Linked DNA regions of Anser cygnoides: region 2 is linked to region 1. A link is a contact called in public Hi-C data. All regions are on one chromosome and are shown on one strand. The core of a region is the stretch at or near the end of the contact, and the rest is flanking DNA. Distances in the headings are between cores, read along the strand shown.

The links. A called contact is a pair of places that touch in the nucleus more often than the background predicts.
Region 2: a Hi-C map of liver shows a contact between it and region 1, with 1.6 times the contacts expected there. The contact joins the promoter of CRADD here to the enhancer-like site in region 1. A contact is called at or near these places in 2 of 7 Hi-C or Micro-C datasets (both in liver).

What each region holds. Positions count from the first base shown.
Region 1 is chr1:48,876,056-48,879,787 of Taihu_goose_T2T_genome, reverse strand. All of the region lies in intron 2 of CRADD (CASP2 and RIPK1 domain containing adaptor with death domain), which reads left to right. Among named protein-coding and RNA genes, the nearest start is that of CRADD, 53 kb to the left of the region's middle. Within about 2 kb of position 1,762, at least 1 of the 3 cell types and tissues checked has open chromatin away from gene starts, as enhancers often do. A contact at or near this core is called in liver, where this site is marked.
Region 2 is chr1:48,929,705-48,933,436 of Taihu_goose_T2T_genome, reverse strand. CRADD (CASP2 and RIPK1 domain containing adaptor with death domain) reads left to right here and starts at 2,051. Exons shown (of 3, transcript XM_066995067.1): 1 at 2,051-2,189.

The DNA of each region.
Region 1 (3,732 bases), core at 513-3,012:
GAGGGATGCTGGACGAAGTGGATCAGCGGCAGCACTGGTCCTCAGATCGTATTAGAGAGGACTGCAACGTTGCTTGCTTGTGAAATAAAGGGTTTGTTCAGCTCTGGAAGAGGCTTCTAGGCTGAGAACCCCAAACGGAGGCACCATCCTGGTAGCCCTCTGCGAGGTGCTTAAGGTCTGGAGAGGAGCATGGCTTGGTGTTTCTCATTCCTGTGAGTTGTTTCTCACACTGAGGGAGTCTCAACATCCAGGAAGGCACGTAAAGGCCCCATCAAAACCCAGTCCTTGAAATCTTGCAAGTCTGCATTTCCCACTTTACCTTTGTTCAGACCTCTGCAGAGCCCTTAGCTGTTTGGAGCAGTGTTCTCTTTTCATGTTAAGCACGCAGCACAATACCTTTCATCAACGTCTTTTCCCCGGAGCGCTGTTTACATGAAGCTTGTTCCTTTTAAGAGATGCAGAGCTTGCTCCTTTCAGAAGCCTCAAGTGATCAGCTTGCAGCACTTGAACAAGTTTCCCTGTCTGGGTGAATTCCAGAATAGAGAACTCGCCTTTGCTCGGTTTTTTCTCCCTAGCTGCTTTTCCCACAAGATGACACGTCAGGATGGGCAGGTGTCCCCCCTCTCAGGGAGTCTCCCTCCAGCCTCAGGAGAGATTAATTTTTTCAAGCTTTGTCAGCACTCCCTGAGAATGCTTCAGATTTTTCGCTCAAATAGTTCTTGTTTTGTTGCTGCAAGTTGCTGGTCATTTCATCCTCTGGTGAGATCGCTTTTTTTTTCCTCAGTGACAAGAAGTTTGGAATTGCCTTTTCTTTGACTAAGGCATTTTGCTTGTTCAGGCCTCTTTGCTTGTCCAGTGCTCTGCCCTTCAGGCAATGTGGTGCTTAACCCTCTGGCTCCCTGTTTAATGGTGCACGTCTCGTTCTCAAGGAGCACCTGGAGAAGAGAGAAAAGATGCCTTACAGGCATTTTGCAACAGTTTGAGAGGCTCTGAGGGGGACTGCGGTTCTCCTGTCTGGGTGGATCTGCTAGGGGCAATGGCACTGCCTTCCATGGCCACGATGCTTTTTCTCCCCTTAACTTCTTCTAATTCCTGGCCCCCTGAAATAAAGGCGAAATGAGACTCTATCAGCATCAGGATGCAAAGTCTGAGTGTTAGCAAACATTAAAAAAGGTTAATTTCCTTCAGTTCAAAGGAGCACCCAGAAGAAAACTGAGTACTGCAATGTGTGAACCAGGCTGTTAGCTCGGATACAGGGCTGTGAAGACTTAACCTTATGGCTATAAATTGCTACCAAGGCAGCTGCCAGATGCCTTTTCTCTGGTCTTGGTGGCAGGCAGCCTCGTGAGAGCTTTGCTGAACTTCTCTGCCTGCGAGGAGGCGGCTTGGAAGCGCTAGGACAACGGGCTGAGGACAGTTCATTGTATTTCAAATGTGGCATAATATTTGTTTCGTTTTTATAGCGCTGACTTGTCGAACTAAGTTAATGTATTTAAAACTGACATGTGACAGCTTTTTGATATAACGCGATTTCTAAATCAATCCTATCAGTTAAAAAAAGAAATATTTTAATGTAAGTTTACTTACAAGCAGTAATACCACCTCGGATTTCTAAGTCTGGAAGAATTTTAAAGCTGCCTCTGTATTTTTCTGTTGGACTGCGCATGCATAGGTTGCTGTATTTACGTACAGTCAGTGATGGCACCAGAGCCCAAATTTGGTTTTCATCACAGAATGTGCATTTCATGGTCACAAAAGGTGGAATGAGACCGGTCACTTTCACTTTCCTTTTTAAGGGCTATTTTTAATGTGCTTCATTTTCTGGCTCCCCTCCATTTGACCTGTGGTGTAATGTTTGGATTAGAGATGCTGCTGGGGAAACATTAAATCCAAACAAACTCCCTTCCACCCTGTTTTCTTGAAATCTTTCTTGGATAGTCACTAATACTCTTATTTTTTTTTCCATTACATTCTCTGCTAAACACAGACACACACTTGAGATCTCATGATTAGTAATTTCCCAAACCTAAAGCAGTTTTAAATGCTTTTTTGCCTGTTCTGTATTGGAGGGAAATTAGAAGCACCATGGTATTTGCTTTGATTTATTTTTCTTTGCTTTATTTATTTATTTATTTATTTATTTATTTATTGCTTTTCCTGAGGATGGGCTGGAAGAAGTGAGGAATTAGAAACCCTGGAAATTCTCGGCACTAACTTCAAAATAAACTTCTCCCCTTGGTAGCATGTCTGCCTATGAAGAGTGTTGAGTCGTTAAAGGGTTGGTCCCTTACACAGTGATGTGTGGAAGCTTTCCGTGTGACAGTGCCTTCAGTCACGCCTCAAGATGTATGAGTTCCTTCTTGCACAGCACGCTGATGTGTTCAGTCTTCCCGAAGCCACGCAGACCATGCAGATGCGATGCAGGCAGGCTCTGGGAACGTTTTGAAGAGGGATATTCCCATTTTGCAGAGAGCGTGGCGGAAGCTGAATGAAATATTCAAAGCTCACTATTAAGAATTTAATAAATGGATCCTCCTTGGCTGATTCCCCCACAGATACTGCCCAGCAGAGAAAGAAGCAAAGGTCAGAAGCGGAAGAGAATAGGAGAGCGAGCGATCAGGGCAGGATCAATGGCAAGCTCTGCTGTGGCCGTGTTCTGTCTGAATCCTCTCTGAAGCCAAGCTTCCTGAGAAGATACTGTATTTCTCTATCTTGCTTTATCCATCTTTTATTGTTTTATTTCAAGTCTCGTAAAATCAGCAACTTGGCAATGCAATAAAATCTCTGCTTGCTTTGTCCGTGTCCAACATAACTATATATCTTCCCCCTTACGCCCCACACCTGGGATAACACAACAAGGGTTCTCCTTCTCATGTCTTCACAGAGTGCCTTTGTTCCGGAATTTTAAAATCAAATCATTTACTTTTTATCCTGTTGTTGGATAAAATACGTATTTCACATGCAGCTTTGGTAACCCAAGTAACTTATGAGACTTACATTCTTCCTGCTGCTGCAGCATATTTTTTTCAGAAATATCTGGTTTGAGTTGATGAATCTGAGAACTATAATCTGTATTTTTATTATGAGCTTCTTGGCACTGGTATGTAATAAATTCACTTCATTACTCCATCCAAGAGAAATACTGTTGAGGGTCATGAATGTTTCATATCAATATCCTGTCTTTAATAAATCCTGGTCACTTCTGCAAAAAATCTGTCTGCGTTATGTTTTGGGATATTTGTGAGGAAAAATATGGAAAAATGAAATGTTTTAGTGTGCGACTTCCTTCCTTTTCACGGCCTCTGTCTCCTTTGTTTTCCTGATGGATATTGATCGTATGTGCTCACTCGTCCAGGCTGCAACTGCGCTTGGGAGTAGGAACTGAGTCAGTCCGTCCCTCCCTGTCCAAAATGCTCTAACCACTAGCATTTTAAAGCTTACCGGAGGAAGAAGAGGTGGTTACTGGAACTGGAGCCATCTGCCCTCTGAATCCTAAATTACTTGTATATAAAGCATTGCCCCATATTAAAGAGGTTCTAGCCTAAACTCGGTCACGATGCAAAAAGCTCGGGTTTAACAGGGAGGAATTGGACTGGTTATTCTCTATTTAGCTTGGATCCAGCTGCTCTCTGCCCCTACCCACCCTGTGCAGGCTGTTTCCCAATCCTGCTGGCACACGTGTTGGTCAGGACAGGGGAAAGCACAGTCACAAATGTCAAAGATTATCTGCTT
Region 2 (3,732 bases), core at 802-3,301, 53 kb before region 1:
AACACACGTGTAAAAGAGAATAGCGTTGTCAGAAGAGACGCCGCTTAGCCTGACTCCCACAGGTTTGGACTCACTATGCTGAATTCAGCAGTCCACAGAAGCATGGTCTGAAGCCCACTGCTGATTCCCCCGTATGCAGAACCACAGTGAACAAGGTTTTAGGTCCAAAGTCTGATGATACTGATGTGCAGGACTGACAGTGGCTCATTGATCTACACAGGCTAGGAAATACTTCTGTAGTCTGCACGTTTAGCCAAGTTTAGTGTTCAGATCTGAGCAGAGATAGCGGGGAACTGAGCCGAACCCAACCTGGCTCAAGTACTTTTTTTCCCCTAAAACTGGAATGGAACTGAACCATTCTTTTGAAGTTTTGTTGAACTTGGACCAAACCTGGAAGAACTGTGGACAGAGCTGAACCCAAGCAGAACTGAAATGAAAAGCGTAAGAGCTTGTCTCCTCGGACTTGAGGTATTTACCTGTGTGCATCCTTGTTCTGTAGCAGCAGTGTAAGCACACTGCATAATCAACACCTGGCTTGTATCCCTTGATCAGCCTGAACCACTGATAGCGCATTTATAGTTTCCACCACTTACAAACCAGTGGAAGGAAAAGGAAACACCAGATTTTCCCTTTAATGAGACTTGGACCTCTGCTCTTATCCTCTTCCTTCCGAGGCTTATCTGTTTCCTTTCACCACTTTCCTTCTTTGCATGTTTAGACTGCAAGCAAAGACGTGACTAATGCTGGCTGTACTAAAGACAACGAGGCTGCCCCTATTTATGTGAGTGGGAACCGGAGTTGCTCCATGCATATCCCTATGTTTTGCTAACTTTCTAAGATATTCTTGGACAGTATAAAATAAATAATCGTAGCTGCCTCATCTGGCAAAAAGACGGAGTAAATGCAAGTGATGTAACTGCTTGCATTCATTTTCTGGTTTAAAATGTAGGTGCGGTATCTGCAATTAAGTGCAGCTGCCAGGTGACATCTCAAGTCTCCAAGTTTGGTCACTGCAAGTCTAGATATAACACAGTTCCTTAGACGGTGACTGGAATTGGGAAAAGAAAGCCAAACCTTGGCAGTCAGAGAGGCAATAAGTTAAGAAAGCAAACTATCTGTAGTGATGCAGCTCTGCGCTGAGGGATGATCTTACAGATTGACTGCGGTGTTCTCTGCTCCCTGGTGTCAGCTCGGATCATTTACAAATGTATTTTCTCGCAGCCACTATTACAAACCACCCATGACATGAAAATTTAAACGCTGCACTTTGGCTACAACAGCAAGGTTAGTTACTGCCGACGGCGTGCTGCCTGCTCCCGGCATGCTTTCAGGACACAGCACACAGACGGATCTAAAGCTGGTCCTCCTAGAAGATTAACGTGTGCCCGAGACAAAAGCATTTACCTTGGTTAACGGATGTATTGGAGTAAGATATAATCCATCAGCTATTGAATAAGATGTAATATATCCATTATTGGATAAGATGCAATCCATTAATTACTTAATGAGATATAACCTATCAAATATTCAATGATACAATCCATCAATTTTCGAATAAAATACAATCTATCAACTATTTAAAAGCCACCCAAAGCCCTCGCACGAAGTTTATTACCTGGAAGCAGCCCTAGGTAGAGGCGCTGGCCAAGAAACCCAAGGCACCGCTCTGACACCGCCACGCCAGCAGTCCCCGGCCCCAAAACCGCCACACACACACGGCCACAAAACGAGCACGCACACACCTCCACACGGTGCCAAAGGCAGCCTGCCTCCGCCCCGCTGCCACCTTACTCCCCACGGATCCCCCCCTGCGCTGCCAACGCCCCGGCGGCCGCCGGCCGGGCTCCCGCGGGAGGAGCCGGGGCCCTGAGCCCCCGTCCCGTCCCGTCCCGTCCCGCCGGAGCAGGCGGCGCTGCCGCCCGAGGCGCGGTGCCTGCGGTGCCTCCGACCCCCTCCGGCCCCCTCCGGCCGCCGGCCGCCCCCGGGGCCGGGCTCCCCGCCGCGCCTCCCGCCCGCCCGCCGCGCTGCCCACAACCGACATGGCGGCGGCGGCGCCCCCCCCGCCCTTCCCCGGCCGGCCCGCGGCGAGGGAGGCGGCGGCGGCGGCTTCCGGCGGAGCCCTCACCAAAGATGGTGGCGGCCGAGCGGGCCCGGCGGGGGCGCCGCCGGTAGCTCCCCGGTTCCCTCCCGTAAGTACGGGGCGGGGGCAGGGGGCAGCGGGCTCCCCCCCGCCCGGCGCCCGCCGCCCCGGGGGCCTCGCTCCTTCTGCTCCGCCGCGGGGCCGGGCCGGGCCGTGGCCCTGCCCTGGCGGGCGGCGAATGGCAGCCGGCGGGGAGGCACCGGCAGCACGGCGCTGCTGGGGCCGGGGGGGGCCGCCGGGGGTCGGGCGGGGAGGGGGGGCAGCCTGCGGGCTGGGTTGCCCCCTGCACGGGCACCCCGTGCAGCGGCAGGTCCCGGAATATCCCGGGGTGTGCGTGTGGGTGCGGGGGAAAGGCGAGGGCTGTGCTCGTTCCGCATACCTTACAGGTGTGCTTGTTAAAATTTGGCCCTACGAAAAACCCTAGGGCTCCACGGTCCATAGAAGTGTCCAGGGAAGGTTTGAGCAATGTCATCTTCTGGTTAAACCGGGCTCTCATCTGTTCGTGTTCCCTCCAGCACCGCTATCTCTAGAGGAAATTTACCCGAGAGCTTACTTTGGACCTCTAGATACAGCCTGTGATTGATGTTAGTTGGAGCCCTTTCCCTTTCGCATTAAACTCTGGCCCTACACTTACGTGCACCGAAATCCCGATAACGTTTCCCTATCTGGCTCTCCAGTTCCTGAATCAGACACTTCCTCCTCATGGTAAACACACATAAAGAAACACTTAATCTTTAAAAAGACCCTAAATATCAAAAAAGCCGCATCCTGGAAGGTTTGCTGGGCCAGTGGCCTTGGCGTGAAGCAGCCCCACAGGCTTTAAAACCTGGGCTGGGCTCGCTCTGAAGCCCGTGGGCCAAATGCCTTTTTCAGCAGAAATTTCCATTTCACTTTCATAACTCAGTAGGCATTTCCCGGCGCGTGAAGGTGCGAACTGAGACGGTGTGAAAAGGCTTATGTTTGAGAAGGGTTGGCCACTTTGGCCACGAGGAAGGGGAGCTGGTCTTGTGTTACGTAGTGGCCAGAGACCTCGTTTTTCCTCGCTCAGTGCGTGGGTGAGGCTCTTGGGCTGGGACTTTGGATGACCCTTGCCGAGGGTGAAGCAGAAGGGTTACACAGCGTTGGAAAGAGTTTTCTGCCTGGGTTTAGGTAATGCCATCTGAGCTGTGGCTGGGTGCCTGGCTTGAACTCTGCAAACACTTTGGTGAGCTCGCAGGCAGACAGGGAATTCTGGAAGGGAGAAATTGCAGGGATCTGCTTTGTGATTTATTTATTTTTTGGTTATTTTGCTGTAGTCTGGTGAGTGCTTCCAGAAGTAGCTCATGTTAGAGACCAGAATCTTGAGTTTCACCCATCCAAAATGAGCATCCTAACATCAGACGAGATACCCAGTTCTCTTTTTTTACCTTGCTTTCACTGTCGTCTCACTCCGTGTCAGAGTTTGATGTTTGAGCTATGCCTAGCAAGCTAGGCCTTTTAAAGGACATGTGCCAGGAGAGCTGCTGTTCAATTCCGAGATGACCCCAGACAGAAGGTGAGCACCTCAAAATTCAGATCAGCACAGAGACACGTACTGGGTAACCTCCTGGGAA